Regions from separate parts of the Hordeum vulgare genome. Here region 1 is linked to region 2. Evidence: chromatin contacts called from public Hi-C data. All regions are on one chromosome and are shown on one strand. The core of a region is the stretch at or near the end of the contact, and the rest is flanking DNA. Distances in the headings are between cores, read along the strand shown.

Region 1 (3,978 bases), core at 157-2,656, 150 kb before region 2:
CATGGTAAAGAAGGAAACGACACATTTATATGAATTGGTAGAGTTTCTCCTCGTTTCAGATCTACAGACATCTGCAGATATTGAAGAAAAACTTGAGATGGCATTCCGAACAAGGGAAATAGAACCACAACGTCCAAGTTGGTTTTCACTAATATGAAAACAACAACTAGCAGATATTAACAACAATGAGACTATCAAAGGGCACACAATTTTATATAAATGTAACTAACTGCTCTCTTTCATAGTTCCTTTGTCATCATGCAGATTCCTTGGCCAGATTGGTTTCGTAAGTCATAGTGAATAAACTTAAACAGGAGAAATTTGAATCATCTACAGGCATATTCCCAACACAAACTAGAGTCATAAAAGTTGGGTAAGAATGGACAGAACAACATAGACATCACAATAAGCTACATATGCTAGCCAAACTACATGAAAAGGTGAACAAGAACAAAACGTACCTGATGCATCGTATAGGTTGTAAGGTAAAACGTGAGCTCATGCGCGAAAAGTGTTACCATAACAATTAGCCCGAGAATCGTCACTGCCAACATACCAACGATGGCGCGTATTAGACACAAATCTCCAAGATATAAGCATCCATTAGCAGAAAACAGTTCACGAGGCAGCATATTATGTATCTATGTACCTATAGCACCCGAGTAAGTCTTCTTCAGCAGGTGGTCTTCGGCGTGCGGGAACGCATTGAAGTTCTTCAGGGACGGTATCCTCCCCATCTTTGCAGCTGGGCACAGAACACACCAACCTCGTCAGACATGCTATAGGCAAGCACGAGGACAAAATCAAGCTGCAGTCCCTAGATTTGACAGGAATTCTCCACAAACAAGCGCACAACGATTCTGCAAATACACAGCAGAACGGTACGGAATTCTCCACCGCGTCGCATCCGGCGGAGGGCCCTTGACAACCCCGCCAGGAGGCGCGAGGGGGGAGGGAAGCTCCGTCAGATTCGAGCCGGCCGTGACGGCAAACCCTCCCCCAGATCGGACGGGAGGAACGGGCGGGCGAGATGAGTTGCTCACCGGGAAGGGGGGGCGGCGGAAGGCAGTGACGCGCTAGCGGACGTGGCGGCGGCGGCGGCGCTGGATCTCACGGCGATCTCGTCGCCTTGGGACACCGTGCCGATGCCGGAGGCGGAGACGGAGCAGGTCGGAGACACCAGAACCGAAACCCAACGACCCGAGACTAGTATCTTTTTTTTTAGACATACCGAGACTAGTATCTTCTCCGCGTGCCAGGTAGGACCCGTCGGCCGGCCAGCCCAGCCCAGGCCCGTCTTGGAGAAAGGCCCATCTCGAGAAACGAGTCGGGCTCGGCTACTGTTGCCGGCCCACCAGGCTGCTTGGCATCGCCTCCGGCCGCTCATCAATTGCATTCCGCAGTTGGACGACGGCGGCACACTCTGCTTCTCACTGACGCCGCCGGCCACGCCTCCGCCCGCCGCTCCGCCCGCCGCCTACGAGCTGCGGCTCCAGGCCCCCACCGCGCGCTGCAGGTACGCCGCCACGCTGTCTTACCCGCGGCGAGTCCCTCGTCGTCCTAGATCCGCCTCCACACCCGCCCTCCCCGTGCTCCGACCCACGCTGTAACTGTGATTGGATGTCTCCAGAGCTCGCGCGGGCGGATTCAGCGCGATGGGGGACGACGGGGCGGAAGGGGAGGCGCCGCGCTGCGTCGGCTGCGGCCGGCGCGTGAGGACGCTCTTCGTGCAGTACTCCCCGGGCAACATCCGTTTGATGAAATGCGTAAGAGCCCACCCCCTACTCCCGACGCATCGCGTTTGGCCTCTGCGTGCAATCCGGTGTTAACCCTGGATGCTGTTCGTGTGTAGGATGTCTGCAAGGCTGTCGCTGATCCCTACATCGAGTGTGAATTCATGGTATGGTATGGTATGATGATCAATGATGCATGGGTTCAAATTGTTGCTATATGTGTGATTTGACCGTACGGGTGCAAGTGGCGCGCGGCGTGCTCCTGCTTCGTAGCCCTAAGTCAGCCAAAAATAGCTGCGATTTTAGTCTGATGGAGTTAGTTCACTTTATTATAGTGGATTTATCGATTTGGCGGGATTATGTGGGTGTCCCTCTTGCACCCTTATTCGACCGTTTGTCTATGTACGTCGCACCTAGTTATTGCATCCCTGATGTGCTGTGTGGCCTTAACCATCTTACTCTTCTTTCACCACTGTAGATTATCTTGATCGATCTGATTCTACACAAGACCAGGGCATACCGACATCTACTGTTCAATAAGCTGCACATTGGTTCATCTCTTGACAAGGTGGGAACCATATGATACCATGCAACCTCACGCAAGTGCTGTTCCGCCTTTTCAAACTCCCTAAGGCCGACTCCGCTTGTAAAACGCTCTGCGCCATGTATCTCTTTTTTGCTGAGCTTTTAATATTAATGCTCTAAGCATGCAGAGCAGTTAATTTATAGATGTGATGCTTTTTGTTGTTACCATGATCATTTGAGTTAAACTATACAGTTTACTCAGTGTGTATCTATCGGAATATGGAAGCTGAATTGCTGTGGATGCTCCTCTTTTGCATTAATAGCACAAGTACTTCATTTACCATATCTACTTTTATTCAGGCAACAAAGGGTGATAACAGTTAGCAATTTAGCACCATCAATACTTTCCTAGTTTTACAATTTACTCAATACTTCCTATAAGTCCTGGTGCTTGAGAATTTGAAGTTTCATCTGGCCTAGATCTGCTCTTCTTTTGCATTAATATCACAAGTACTTCATTTGCCATATCTACTTTACTCGTTTTACTCAAACAAACAAAGGATGATAACAATTAGCAATTTAGCACCATCAGTACTTTCCTAGTTTCACGATTTACTCACTACTATGAGTCCCGATGCTTGAGAATTTGAAGTTTCATCTGTCCTAGAGCTGCCTGCTATTTTTCTTGTTCATATTGTGCCTGTATCATATGACACCTTCAGCCTTTTATGCCTTGGCAGTCCATCCAACAAGAGCATATGTAAGCTGATTACATGGAAAATATAGCTATCTATTCATAATTCTTCTAAGTTCAAACTGCATTTTGGCACTCATGTTGTAATATTTTCTACCTTTGTATAATTTTTCCTTGCTCATAAGTCATAATATGTTGCCTTTTGCCTTCAAAAACTATTCAGTGGCTAAGTCCGAATATTCCTTTTCTCTTATGTGTCTGGTTGTTGTTTTGTTTTGCAGGGAATACTGTGCCAGTTCATTGTGATGCATATCGTTCTTGACGCTTGTATCCATTTTCATTTCAATTTTTTATTTATTTTAATTCTGGTAGTTTCCAACATTCAACCTAAGCTGCCCATAACTATGTAGTCAGAATATCAGTTTCAAAAAACAACAAAGCTGATGGAGATTCTTCCAGGAGCACATTGTCCACAATTTGCAATTGCAGCGAGGTGATTAAAGTTGACTTCATTCAGATAACAAATGTTTCCACTTCTCGTCACCTAAGCAGTGTATTGGGTGTTCTTCCTTTCTTCAGGTTCTGGGTGATGCATTGTTAGGAAACATCATATTTACGGCCATGTTACTCCTGGGAGTACGTTATATCCTCAAATTTTCGTTTGACATTACAAGGTATCTTTGTATGCTTGTATCCTTTTCAAAATATCTGGATACCTCTGAGGTGGTATTTTTCAGTTCTCAATATAAAATTACCGTTCCTAATAAATACAGCTCTTGTTATTTCATTATGTGTGAAGTGTTGTCAGTGTATCATTTATTTACCCGGTAGGAATTCTGCAATACTTCCCTTCGTCCCAAAATAAGTGTCGCTGGTTTAGTACGAAGTTGTACTAAATCAGTGGCACTTATTTTGGGACGGGGTAGTACATTTCTATCTTTGAAGAGGATGAGATCATATAAGAGTTTACTGTCGGGGCCTCCCCTACAGTTTTCCTATGAAACAAAGAAGGTTAATTCATGTCAT
Region 2 (3,868 bases), core at 180-2,679:
GCTTGCTTCCACAAGTAGAGCCAGAAATCATAGACAAATTAGTTATGATGATATAGTTGCTGACTTCAAAGAAAAGAAGTCTAGGAGAGCACATCTGTAGTTATTGGTCATATTTAGTTGTCTTTTGGGCATTCATGAATCATGTGTACTCTACTTGTGTGGATCACTAATATAGTTGGTGTCGACAATACCATGTATGTTAATGTTATTTTGTATTTGTGTGAACAAAAAATATGTGTTAATGTTATCTTGATAAGGGTCATGCGAAATGGAAGACAGGTATATTGTGTGGCTATGCTAGACCCGTTCTAAACCCTAACCATTGCCGAGATCTTTCACGTCACACTGGACATCGATCCAACAACTAACTCCCCGCAAAATAAAACATAATAAAATGAGAGTAATGCTACACATACAGATCTTTACAGGGGTATTTACTGCTGACCATGAAACAGTGCACGTGGCAAGTTGTGGTTGGCTATTAGGGCATGTATAATGCATAGCCTCAGGATGATAAAATGAGAGTATGTCATGTAGGATCGGATGTCAGAAAAGTAGGTTCGGATAAGGAAGCGGGGTCCTATGCAGGAGGCGGGTGCTTGAAGAGAAAATGTGTGGTCCGGTGTAAAAGGCTGAAAAAGTTAGAGTGAAAAGTAAAGATACATGTGTATTCGAGTCTTTATTTTATTCCTTGATGAGGCACCCTGATGATAGCTTGCATTGTACAGAAAAATTAATATCAATGTTTCAAGTTGTTTTTTTTTATCATGGGACATATGTATCCGTATGTCATCATTGTACATGCCCTTAATTGGAAAAGTGACTTCAACCCTGAAATTCAAGGAGAAGTTGAGTACTTACTCCGTCAGCAACATCCATTTTTCACGACAAGTAAATTCGTATGAAGGAAAATCATCAAGATTGACCAACCATTAACAAGCAATCCTAATTTAACCTCCGGGAAATACGATATTGCTACTTTTTCCTAGAATTGCTTTTCTTTTAAGTTTTTTCAGGATTTAGGTGATTTTTTATGAGTCCCATGAAGCTCTCAAAATGACGGTTTCTTTTGAATTAGGTAATTTCGTAAGGAGGGGGTATGTGGGACGGATGGACTGTAATTAGGTCATAGTAAACCCGTAGGTTTAGCATGTTTGAATAATAGTCACCGTCCAATCTTTCATATAATTTTACAATAACTTCGTAAATCTTAAAATAATATGTCAGTTAACCTTTTAAAGATGATCATAAATATATGATATATATATGTACGTTTATATGGATAAGTGTAGGCGCGTCTATATGAATGTTTGATGTGTTGTAAAAATGGTCGACGCACTTCTTGTGACAGTCACGATCCTCATATTAATTACTGCACAATACAAGTAGTAAGAAAAATAAATTACTGGTGTCTCCGGTCTGGGCTCGCGCCACGGTGGGCTAGACGAGTCAACGCCACGAACCCACGCCCTCCTTCTACCTTCCCGCCACTATAAAAGGCCGGCAACTGCTCGGTGCTCTGCTCTCCACGCCCGCCCCCCGTGCGCACACAGCAGAACGCACAACGCCTCCTCTCAGCTTCGTGCGCGCGCGCGCTCCAGCCGGCGTCGACCACAGAATGGAACAGGCTCCAGCGGGGCCGGCCGCCGCCATGGATGTGGACAAGCTCACCTACGAGATCTTCTCCATCCTCGAGAGCAAGTTCCTGTTCGGCTACGACGACCCCAAGCTCCTCTTCGCCGGTGGCTCGCCGCACACGCCGCCCGCGGCTGCGAAGGACACGCCGCCGCGGGTGCAGGCGGGGAAGGTGTGCATCCTGTCGATCGACGGCGGCGGTCGCGCCGCCGACGGGCTGCTCGCCGGCGCGGCGCTCGTGAGGCTGGAGGCTTCCCTGCGGCGGCGCACCGGGGACCCCAAGGCGCGCCTGGCGGACTTCTTCGACGTGGCCGCGGGCTCCGGCGCCGGCGGCGTGCTGGCGGCCATGCTGGTGGCGCGCGGCAAGGACGACGCGCGGCCGCTCTACTCCGCGGAAGACGCGCTCGCGTTCCTCGTGCGCAGCCTCCGCCGCGGCTGGTCGTCCTCGTCCGGGAGCCTCCGCGCGCTGCTCCGGCGCCCGGCCGGCGGTGCCGCCTTCCGCAAGGTGTTCGGCGACCTGACGCTCCGGGACACCGCGCGGCCGGTGCTCGTCCCGTGCTACGACCTGGCCACGGGGGGGCCGTTCCTATTCTCCCGCGCCGACGCCGTCGAGAACCCGGCCTACGACTTCCGCCTGCGCGACGTGTGCGCCGCGACCTGCGCCGGGTCGGACCGCTCGTCGTCGGCGGTGGAGGTGCGGTCGTGCGACGGGTCGACCCGCATCGTGGCCGTGGGCGGCGGCGTGGCGCTCGGCAACCCCACGGCGGCCGCCATCACGCACGTGCTGAACAACAAGCGCGAGTTCCCGCTGGCCTCCGGCGTGGAGGACCTGCTGGTCATCTCCATCGGCAGCGGGGAGGGCGAGCAGCGCCCCGCCGCCGGCACCGGCGGCGCGTCGACGTCCGAGATCGTCAGGATCGCCGCCGAGGGCGTGTCCGACATGGTACGAGATTATTAACCCACGTGAACTCAGCCTCAGAGTCCACCCAACCACCATTTTCGCTTGCAAGTTGCAAGCGTGGTCCATTAATTCTTGCACTGCATGCATCTTGGCCTAACGCTTCCGACATTTTCGCGCCAGGTGGATCAAGCAGTGGCCATGGCGTTCGGGCATAACAGGACGAGCAACTACACACGCATACAGGCGATGGGGTCGCCGCGGGGAGGCCGATGCGCGGCAGCGGCGGCGAAGGGGTGCGTGGCGGCGGAGGAGATGCTGTCGCAGAAGAACGTGGAGTCGGTGCTGTTCTGTGGGAAGAAGCTGGCGGAGCAGACCAACGCCGAGAAGCTGGAGCGGTTCGCGCACGAGCTCGTCAAGGAGCGCGACCGCCGAGGGTCGAGCGCGCTCGGCGCCGCCGCCCCGGCCGTCGTCAAGCAGCAGGCGGCGGCGGCAGCCGGAGACGCCGCTCCGGCGTCGTACTCGAACCTGGTCAGCCAGATGTTCACCAGCATCTTGTAGGTCGTGCGCCGCTGTACGTGCCGATCGAGTGGTACACCACTAGTATTGCTTGTTTTCCTCCTTGCCTGCAGGCAGCAGCCGGGTTCCATTGTAAATGAGGATTAACAAACAAATAACTTTTACATGGTGCGTGCCGTGATCCGTAGGATACGCATGCCTCCCTGCTCCCCACCTCCAGATTTTATTAAGGATCAAGAATGCTAATCCATGGCTGGTGATCGATCGAGTTGACTAATTTGTCATAAAATAAAATAAGAATATGTTCCTAAAGCAGCACTAGCTGGTTTCGTGGAGTACACGAAAGATGAAAACAGCATAATATGGTACTCCAATTTTACTAAAATCTAATGAAAATGTATAGCCTTTAAAAAAAAAGGCAGTACTACACGCCGGCGCAAGCGCCGGTCGCGGCGAGACCGCCAGATCTTGAGGGAGGGCCGTCAGATCTCTTCATGCAACATTTTTTCCTCCATGCAACAAATTTAAACGTTATGCAGCATTTTTCGTCAACGGTTGCAACAAAAAAAATTGTAGCAAAAAAAATATGTACGTAGAAAAAAACGAAGAAGATGATGCGTCGTAGCAAAAGTCAAACGTCGGTTGTAGCAAAAATCTACATGACGTGTATGCAACTTTTTTAGTGAACGGTTGCAGCAAAAAAATGATGCCGGTTGTAGCAAAAAATAACACGGTTGTAGCAAAAGTCAAAACGCCGGTTGTAGCAAAAATTCAACGAACTCGAGTTGCAACCAAACATATATGCAGCTTTTTTAC

Evidence for each region. A called contact is a pair of places that touch in the nucleus more often than the background predicts.
Region 1: a Hi-C map of seedling shows a contact between it and region 2, with 4 times the contacts expected there. The contact joins the promoter of LOC123452555 here to the promoter of LOC123398678 in region 2. A contact is called at or near these places in 4 of 6 Hi-C or Micro-C datasets (leaf and seedling) and 1 of 1 datasets of contacts at active chromatin or transcription factors (embryo).

Annotation. Positions count from the first base shown.
Region 1 is chr5H:541,001,398-541,005,375 of MorexV3_pseudomolecules_assembly, reverse strand. LOC123452555 reads left to right here and starts at 1,406. Exons shown (of 11, transcript XM_045129220.1): 1 at 1,406-1,516; 2 at 1,631-1,766; 3 at 1,853-1,900; 4 at 2,212-2,301; 5 at 3,234-3,279; 6 at 3,363-3,445; 7 at 3,532-3,588. The coding sequence starts at 1,656. It overlaps LOC123452557 (probable endoplasmic reticulum-Golgi intermediate compartment protein 3), which reads right to left and starts at 1,227. Exons shown (of 12, transcript XM_045129223.1): 1 at 1,044-1,227; 2 at 650-745; 3 at 462-544; 4 at 1-71. The coding sequence starts at 737.
Region 2 is chr5H:540,854,748-540,858,615 of MorexV3_pseudomolecules_assembly, reverse strand. LOC123398678 (patatin-like protein 3) reads left to right here and starts at 1,429. Exons shown (of 2, transcript XM_045093126.1): 1 at 1,429-2,578; 2 at 2,717-3,265. The coding sequence starts at 1,619. The coding sequence ends at 3,094.